2 separate regions of the Gossypium hirsutum genome follow, and region 2 is linked to region 1. The links are chromatin contacts, called in public Hi-C maps. All regions are on one chromosome and are shown on one strand. The core of a region is the stretch at or near the end of the contact, and the rest is flanking DNA. Distances in the headings are between cores, read along the strand shown.

Evidence for each region. Hi-C and Micro-C count contacts between places; a contact is called where the count stands out from the background.
Region 2: a Hi-C map of leaf shows a contact between it and region 1, with 2.6 times the contacts expected there. The contact joins the promoter of LOC107922304 here to the promoter of LOC107922671 in region 1. A contact is called at or near these places in 5 of 34 Hi-C or Micro-C datasets (callus and leaf).

The regions. Positions count from the first base shown.
Region 1 is chrD01:19,046,063-19,051,202 of Gossypium_hirsutum_v2.1, forward strand. LOC107922671 reads right to left here and starts at 2,423. Exons shown (of 4, transcript XM_016852804.2): 1 at 2,160-2,423; 2 at 1,900-2,024; 3 at 1,687-1,799; 4 at 1,192-1,604. The coding sequence starts at 2,211. The coding sequence ends at 1,466.
Region 2 is chrD01:19,347,297-19,352,436 of Gossypium_hirsutum_v2.1, forward strand. LOC107922304 (probable LRR receptor-like serine/threonine-protein kinase At2g16250) reads left to right here and starts at 2,797. Exons shown (of 5, transcript XM_041087259.1): 1 at 2,797-3,434; 2 at 3,658-5,140. The coding sequence starts at 3,717.

The sequences.
Region 1 (5,140 bases), core at 1,173-3,672:
ATCTCTAAGTGTGATCTTAAAAATCTGGAATAAAATATCAACAAAGCATAATTAGAGGTTTTTGCCATGCATATGACGCTTGCAGTAGGAGAAAGGCAGGAGAACTACATTAGAAAGTTTATCTATAACTTTAAAAAGTTATAAAATTAATTATTAAAATATTTAAAAAAATTATTTAAATCATAAAATTATTAAAATTATTATTATATGACCTTTTTCGTTCACATTACTTACACCAATCGAAATCTCTTATTTTTCATTTCTTTTGATTATTTTTTATAAAAATTTATTTTTCATCTCTTTTATAGTTTAGTTATTTTTTATAAAAATTTTGAAGTTCACGAATTTATAAATCAAAATCTAAACAATTTTCTTTTTTGATCTCCGACATTGACCGCAAGATTAACTCAGATTTAAGATATCTTCTTCTGCTCATTGATAAGTACTAATCTATTATACGAGTCGTCGAATAGTTACTTGGAACTCATTAGTCAAACTTTTAAAAAAATTTAAAAATCTAATAATTTAAATAAAAAATTTTGAATAATTCAACAAGTTAAATAAAAATTATAACTTTTTTTAAAGTTAAATGATAAAATGTAAATTTATTAATTTATTGTGGTTACATCTTGTTCATCACATGCATGATATTATGATAAATTGCTTTGAGAATTTAAGATGACATGCTTTCTTTTAAATAAAGCAGGTAAAAGGAAAACCCTGAGAGCCTCACAGATTTAAATGTTGATCAATACTTCACCTTTTCTTTGTTGTTATTTGTATTACAAGTCAACCAAATTATGATTTAGAGATTAATTAATCCTTAGATATTACTGTATTATATTATAAGTTCTGATCATATCAATTTTTTTAACAGAATGCTTAAAATTATCTATAATCTCTCCCCAACTTATAAATAGGAAGATAATAGGCCTTAACCTACTCTAACTCACATATTTCTATAATGTCTATACCAATCAAAGTAAAACTCAGTCAACAACGTAGTTAACTGACTGGTTCTAAACTAAATAATCAGTGTTCAATTCCGATAATATTTTCGGGAATCATAATAAACTTTCTCAAGAACCTGGATTCTTTTAACATAGTGCAGTGAAAAACTATGAAATCATAAAACGATTTTGCACAATTCTTCTTGGTTTACCAAAAAAAAGAAAAAGAAAAAGCCACCACTAGAAGAAAAATCCGTCATACAGATCTGTATACAGCACAAAAGCTTAGCAAATCTTAAGCTGTCAAAGGAACCCTAGAGACCAATACTTGCAACAGATTCATCCCCACACTACTATCACTAATTTAGTCCTCTCTCTATACTTTGTACAGATTCAAAACCATGACACACTCAACACGCACAAACCAGAATATTATCTCAGTAATATTATGTTCTATATAAACAGATTAAGTAGATAAATACACCCACATAAGATACCATTAGGAGTTAAAAACACTAATTGGCACTGATTCCAGAATTCTTGTTAAACTTTGAAGTAGCGAGGCTGGCAACATGGAACTGTGGTTGGTAATTGTTTGTAGGTCGGTCAAGAACTGGAGGTTCATTCAAGAATGCCCAAGTGCTCCTTGTCCACCTACAATCATCCATGGAAAATCTCTTAATTTCAAGTTTTTAAGCTTTTCTTTTTGGTGGGTATTAAGATTTTAGCTACTTACCACCCACTTTGCTTTACGATATTTTCCAGGCTTTTTTCTGTGTCCATGTCTATGAAACCCTGGTTTCTATTTGGTATAGGCATGGAGCTTGATCTCATATATTCCCTTCCATACTTCATCAATGGAGTTTCATGTTATATAGATGTCAAAAGATGGTACTAGTTCAGTACAAAATTACCATGCTACACTGATTATCAAACAAATAATTTGTACCTGCTGATTGCAACTATCTGGTGAACCATATATAGCATTAAGATGCTCTTCCTCTGTTTTCCTTTTTGATCTCCAGAAAGCTTCAATCTCTTCTTTAGTAAGTGACCGATTTCTTTTAAGTATAGCTGAAATATTTTTCATATGATCAAAGATTAAACAACAAGGGTTAAGTTTTTTTATTTATTTATTTAAAAAAAAGACAAAAACAGAGAACAGCATGGAAACAGTGAGGCATGTAGTAAGAGGTTTCTGCAAAGAACCTGATGAAGGATCAGATGTAGGAGAATCCCATCCTGACAGTAAAGAACCCATTATTTTGTTGATGATCTATCACTTGCTTGACCAAAAGAAAAGTGAAGTATGCGAAGTAAGAAATATCTTGAGAGAAAAATGGGGCTTTATATAGGCGAGTGCGAGCGGAGTGGAGCCTTATCTTTTCCTTGGTTTTCAGTGGGGCAGTCCAGTCTACCCTTTAAGGCTTCAACTCGTGCTTATCCTCAAAAACATGTTATTTTCTTTTTCCTGTGTAAATGGAGACAAAAGAGACCGATTTATTGATTGTGATAAGCCTCACCAAACCTCTGCCCAATGATTTCATACCACGCGTTACTTACTTTTGATCTTATTTGTCAGCCTCACCGTAGAGTGAAGTGTGAAGTGGGATTTTGTGAATTTCTTTTAATCTTCTTAATTAAATTTTATATTTAATTTTATTTAAATAAAAAGAAATTTTCAACTTGATTGAACCACTAATGACTTTTCCATTGATAAATTAATAAAAATTGTGCATAAAAAATAGAATTATTTTATTATTTATTGTACTCAAAAGTTTAAATAAAAAATTTAAATCAATTGCGATTTTGCTCATTCGAAATTTTTCTCAAATTTCCTATTTGCATTTCCGGATGAATTAATAGTATTTGTTGATATTATAATCTTTTAAATTTTAAAATTTTAAAATAAATAACTTTGAAAATAATTATAGTAAATAAGACCATCAACATTTTATTATAAAAGTTTGTGTTAACAAATAAATTAATTTATGAAAAAAATTATAATAAAAGATATAAAAATAAAAATTTTAATATAAAAATAATAACAATAAAATTAATTTAAAATAATTTTATAAATTGTAATATGAAATAAAATTTAAATTATTAAGAATAATTATAATTAACGGTTATAAATTTGTCAATATTTTTCTTACAATTTCTTCACCCACAAGTTTTAGTCCACCTAGGTGTTTAACGTTGGTGAAGCTGTCGGGTGACTTTTTTGAAAAATATTTTATTAAAATGACAATTTTTAGTAAGAAAATTATGGAAAGTTATTTATATATAATAATATTTCTATTAGTTCAATACAATATTAAAATTTTACAAATGCAAATGAATGGTGATTCTAATACGGTACTAAAATTTTGCAAATATAATACAATATTAAGATATCACCATGGTGAATCCAATACAATACTGAGATTTTACAAATGAATGGTGATTCAAATATGATGCACTCAGCCACCAAAATGTTATGATTTTTCTAAAACGCAACTTAGTATTATAACCTTTTTGAGGTTATGACATTTAGTCGCATTTTCGTGGTGTTATGACCTTTCTAAAACGATATTTTATGGTATTTCTAAAACGACACTTACCGTTATGACTTTTCTTAAATGACATTTAGTCACATTTCTTTGGTATTTATCTGTGCCTCAAGTTCGAGTGTAAAAATATACAATCCAAACTTTTTTTCTTCTTCTCTTGAGTGATTTTTGACATTATTCAATTTTAAAGATGCAATTATTCAATTCAATATTTGAGTGCAAAATTATACGATACAAAGAGTAATATTAAATAATTAAAAAATAATTAAAAGTAATATTTGAGTGGTTTTTATTTGGATCCAAAATTTTTATACAAATAATTAAAAAATAATAATTATATTAATATAAGATGAGGACCATTAGTGATAAACAATATTTAGAATATAATTTGGTTTAGCTTAGGATGTGCTTAAATTTATATGGTAATATTAAATTTAAAACAAAAAGTTTTATTTCTTTAGTTACGAGCAAGTGTTGTAAGTTTTTCTTTTACTAGAAAACACTCTTATATCTTACATTTATATTAGGAGCGTAGTTAGGGGAGCTAGCAGGGCCTGACCCCCTTAAAATAGAAAATTTTTTGTTTAGGTCTTTTAAAATTTTTAAAATTTTAAATTAGCAAAAGTAAAATTGCACTTTAACCTTCCTAAAGATGATAAAAATTTGATTTAATCTTTTAAAAGTTATAAAGATATAGACTATTAAAATGGTGAAATTACAGTTTTATTATCGTAAAAATTAAAATTTAATTTCGACTTCCTCTACTAAAATTTTCTGACTTCACCCCTAATTTACACTATAATTTTCTCACTATTTTCATAATAATAATATTTAAAACAAAGCATTGAGCAACTCAACGTTGGCATCGATGTTACAACATGTGCACTAAATTATATCATATATATGAATATTTTATATATAAAAAATATGAATTAACTAAATGCACCTTTTAGTTTAAATACAATAAACCAGTACATCATATATATATATACATATATATATATATTTATATACGAGTATTACTTTACACCATTATTAATTAAAGGCACATGAATTGTTTTATAATTATAATCAATATTATCATTTGTGCACATTAAATTATTTAAATTTATTTATTAAATAACTTATTATGACATTCAAATTTTAATAGATCTTAATGGTTTTTAGGATTATAACTAATTTATACATTAAGTATGTCCGTGCATCGCATGAGTAAAAAAACTAGTAAATATATAAATGAGATTTTTTAAGAAGGGAATTAATTTAAATATTAAAAATAATAAAATGTCAAATTTCATGAAAATACAATATGAACACAAATCCTTTTAAGACGTTGTAATAAAATACGTGTGTGTGACGTGTTCAAGCCACAATATTTAAGAGTATCTAGACCTGTTATTGAGATGTAGTGTGGTAGTTACTTACCTCATCCATTAATTATATGGTTAGGGATTTGATCTCCACCCATAAAAATAGAACGCGATAAAAGAATTAATCATGGTTGACCCTAATTTCAACTAAAAGATTATTTGAAAAAAGAAGAAAAAATTTATGTTTCTAGTGCTCTAGTATTGTCTAGAAATGATAATTGTTAATTGGATGAGAAATCATTCGGGAAGAGAGCTAATCTAAATACAC
Region 2 (5,140 bases), core at 1,547-4,046, 300 kb after region 1:
CTGTGACAGCGATACGATCCTTCGAGGCAACACCATGAAAGAGGTTAAGGTGTGAGATCATAGCTCAGCTATGGCAACTAATAGAGTCCGCCAGGACATTAAAAATAGGGATTACATGTGTAAGACCATAGCTCAGCTATGACAACACATGGATTCCTTTAGGCCATTAAACATGGGGATTACATGTTTAAGACCATATATCTGTTATGACAACATATGGGGATTGCAAGACAGTAAACCAATAATCCAACCAAAGAATAAAGAAGAAGTCGCGGTGTGACTTATGTCAAGTTGCGAGACAGAATGGTCTTGGCACGTTTGGGGAACGCAAGCAAACGGGATAACACGAGGACTCGCCAAAGTGAAATGGAGAGTGAAGCGAAAGAAATGCCTCAACACCGGTTTGTGCAAAAAAAAGGAGAAATTCCTTAAACAAATTAGCATACATAGTACTAGTACCTACCAGTAAGAATCCGCCAGAAATATCACGAAACCCACATTGGCTGAACAGATACGAAAGGGATTATTATAGGTTAAGGTCTTAATTCGGCAATTGGCAAAGAGATAATCGAAAGGGTGAGAAGTCCATCAAGAGACCTTATAGGAGAAAATGCCCGCACAAGGCTGAATGACCAATAAAGTCTGCCAAAAAATTTCCAGGAAAGTATGCCTAGCTAGGACTACATAATGCAAAGAAAAGACCACTAAGACTAATAACAAAGAAGTCCGCTGGGAACTACTATGGTAGAGAGTCCTCCAAAAAATAGTGAGAAGAGGGAGTCCATTAAGGCCATGTAATATGGAGATACCTTGTAGGTCTACCAAGAGTGAAAACGACCAATGAATACCTGAGTATGAAATGGTACGCCAGGAACTACCTATCCATTGGAGTACCTTGAAAGATGGGATTAAAAGAATAAGTACTATGGAGTTACATCTTGGGCACTAGTCCGCCAAGAAAAAGAAGATATTAGAAAGATATCTTATGTAGGTAAGGATCTGTAATTATGGCAAATACTAGGTGGACGCCAATCGTTGTCGTCAGTCAGAAATAATGAATACAGGTACCAAGGATGTGACATAACATGAAAGTGGTATAACATAAGTCTGAACAACAATAAAATAGGGTAAGACCCATGAGAGAACATCTCTAGATAGAACATGGTTATGACCAGTCCAGAGACTACGTCTGCCAATAAGCGACTCAGAGAGAATGAGGCATTGGCCTTATCGACTAAGTTCGCGAATCCTCCTATAAAATTCAGGGAGTTTAATTCTGTACATAGAGTCTTATTTTCTTAAGATTTAAGCAATCTTCCATGAATTTTATGTACATATCTCACTAAGTTCTTCTGAACTTATAAAATTATTGATTGGGTATAGGATAGATAATGACTTGAAAATAAAGAGGAGGGACTAAGCCAAACCCCACCAGAGTTAGAGGTGGGAGTGATAGCTATTTCATATATAGAGAGGGGTTTCCTTGGAGGCCACGCCTCAGGATTTAAGTGATTGTGTTAGTAACTGAGTCTTAATTTGAAACTTATAAATGGATGTGGGAATCGAAATTGTAAAAATTATCGCCAGTTTTGTACGGATCTTAATAGTTTGGTTTTGAAATTTAAGTTGTTCAAGTATGAAACGAATGTAGAATTTTAAATAGTGTTGAGTTATTGGGTTATTGTCTCATCTTGTACCTGGACCTGATGATTGGGTCGGGTATTAGGTGTTACAGCCTTGCTTGACACTTCTCCACACTATGGACTCGTCGCCAAGGATAAAGACACAATTCAATGTCAATTTCCTCGAATCTCAACACGTTTTAAAATCAGAGTCTATATATCTGATAGGAGTTAAATCCCCTCTGAAATATACAAGCATGTAATCCTTAGTTCTCCATAAATACTTGAGTATATGCTTAATTTTTTGCGCGTGTTTTGGATCGGGATTCACTTGATATTGACTTACCATTGTTACTACATAACAAACATCTAGACGTGGGTATAATAGCATAACATACATGAGATTTCCTACTGCCAATGCCATAAAGCATAAGGAACTTTTCTCTTATGTTCTCTTTCTTTTGCTACCTTGAGATAGTCTTCTAAAGAAAAAATCAAATCTCAAAACAAAAGGTTATGATCCCTTTTTTGAATTGATCATTGTAAAACGTTTCAATAGCTTGTCTATTTATGAACCTTGCGATAAAGCTATCACTTTATTCTTTCTATCCCTAAGTATTCAAATTCCTAGAACATAGTTAGATTCACCTAAATCTTTCATACTAAATTGTTGGGTTAACCACAATCCGATGACAATTTATCTACAACATTCCAATGAGTAGAATGTCATCGACATACAGAATTAGAAAAACTAGCTTTCCATCCACAATACGTTTATAAACACAAATTTCATCAATGTTTTGCTCAAAATCAAAAGTTTGATCGCTTGATTTAATTTAATGAATTATATCAAGGTTAATAAATTTAAAATGATTACTTTTAATTGGATTTAATTTTAATTTTTTAATGAAAGAAGTTAAATATATTTGATTTAATTTTATTTTTTATTTTTTGTAATTAAAAGTGAAAAAATAAACAAATAAAGAGACAATTATAAGTGAAACTCTCTTCAAATAGGATGGGTAAGTGAAAGAAAAAACTTAAAATCTAAATGGCTCGAGTGTGAAAATTATCCAACTTCAAATATCATATAATTGGAAAAAGAAATAAGAATAGTTGATGAAGGTAGAGTAATAATAAAGCACAAATTTCATCAGGTAAATGTCGCTGAAGAAGACTTTTAAGACTTGATCCATATATCCCCACTCTATTTGCCACTTACAACACTTTGTATTTTGATTGATTATGATGTGAAAACGAAAGGATTCACCCTTTTTTATTTTATTATTCCATATTGTTGTTGGGTATAGGCTGAGTGGGTTTTCAGGATCAAGATTCCACCTTTTCTTTTTTTAAGGTATAATAATTTATTTGAACAATTTTAGTTAATTTTTTACAAAATTTGAGTGGAAAAAAAGAATTCCAAGTCAATGAAGCATAAAACTCCATATCACCATTGATGCTCTGAGTGAGTAGTAATAATCAAATTGAAAGGTTTAGAGTCTTTTGAGTTTGTTGAAATGGTAGGTTCACTAAATAGCTCCGGTGGATAGTAAAGTAAAACTGTATTTGCAGAAAGCCCTGCGGTTGGGCAAACAAACCCTTCCCTCATTTTTTTGCTTTCATCTCATTAATGTCACCTGACCCTCCCTTCCCTTAAAACCCCGTGCCATCATTCATTTTTTCTTTGAATTTCTTTTGGATTTAATACATCAAGTTCTATTTGATTTTTCTTTTATTTGTATAAATTATTATTAATTCGGGATCGGCGGTAAACAACATCGAATGCAGAATCAAAGCTCGTGATTGGTGGTAAGAATTTACCAAGAATAAGAATTTTTTTTAATTTTTTCTCTCTCTATTTTTGAGTAATAGTTATTACTTAATAACCCCCCCCTCTTTTTTTCTTTAATTTTACTTTCTGTAAATCAAGTAAGAACATAAAATGCACAGATTAGTAAGAGAAAGAGAGCTCTCTGATAGTAATGGTAATGGTAAACATACGAAACTAACAGATTTTTATTTTGTTAGGAAGAAGATGAGTTAGACACTTAGCCGCCATTGAAGTTCATCAGCATCAGCTTCGCATTATCAATGGAAGCTCAAAGAAATGCGTTATCAATATTCTTGTTAGCTGTAATCTTGTTCTTGATCCAGTGCGTGGTAGCTCAGAAAGCTCGGTTAAGTTCTCCAATCGAACGGCGGGCATTGCTGGATCTCCGCGCATCTTTAGGTCTCCGAGGCAAAGATTGGCCCATCAAGTCCGACCCCTGCTCGTCGTGGCTCGGTATCGAATGTCGGAACGGCTCCGTCTCCAAAATCAGTGTTTCCGGTTTAAAAAGAACCAGACTTGGACGACTCAGTCCCAAGTTCAATGTTGATTCTATGGTTAACTTGGCCCGGTTAGTTTCCTTCAATGCCTCTGGGTTCCCGCTTCCCGGGTCAATACCGGATTCGTTCGGAAACCGGTTGGCTAATCTCGAGGTTCTTGATCTCCGCTCATGCAATATCTCCGGTTCAATCCCTGGTACGCTCGGTAACTTGAGTCGACTCACTTCTTTGTATCTTCATGATAACAATCTTGCTGGTTTGATTCCTGCTACATTGGGACTATTAAGGAACTTAAAATTTCTTGATCTTTCGGTTAATTCGCTTACCGGTTCGATTCCCTCAAGTTTTGGGTCTTTTGGAAACATGGAAAGGCTTGAACTTGCTTCAAATTACTTATCTGAGTCAATTCCACCTAGTTTAGGCACTTTACGAGGTCTTCAAGTGTTCAATGTTTCAGATAATAATCTTTCTGGTTCAATTCCTATTCAGTTTGGCAATCTTTCAAGGCTGGTTAAGCTTGATCTTAGTAGGAATTCTTTGTACAGTTCGTTGCCGGAGGAATTAAAGATGTTAAGGAGTTTAAAAATGATGATAATGGAGGATAATGAGCTAGAAGGACGTCTGCCAGTCGATTTGTTTTCAAGTCTTGTTGAGTTGCAAGTTGTGGATTTGAGTAGGAATAAGCTTGATGGTGCTCTTAATGCTACAATTTGGTCAATGCCTAAATTACAGTCCCTTGATGTATCAAGCAACAACTTTACTGGTCCATTTCCGGGTCTTAGATCTAATATTAGTGCTACTACAGCTGCCATGTTCAATCTGTCGAACAATTTCTTTTATGGAACTTTGAATTTTTCACTCGGGATGTTCAGATTCATTGATCTCTCTGGCAACTATTTTGAAGGCAAGGTAGTAGTAAACAACACGAAAAGATACGCTATTATTGACAGGAATTGCCTTCAGGCTTTGAAACAGAGGACTTTGGAGGATTGTAGACTTTTTTACACTGATAGAGGGCTAAGTTTTGATAATTTTGGAGCACCCGACACAATGCAGCCACCTCCTGCAGAATCTAGTTCGGAGAGCAGGAAACGGTTGATATTTATTTTGGCTGGAGTAGTTGGAGGACTTGGCTTCATTGTACTATTGGTTCTGATTCTAGTGCTCGTCTTGAGGCACAATAAGGG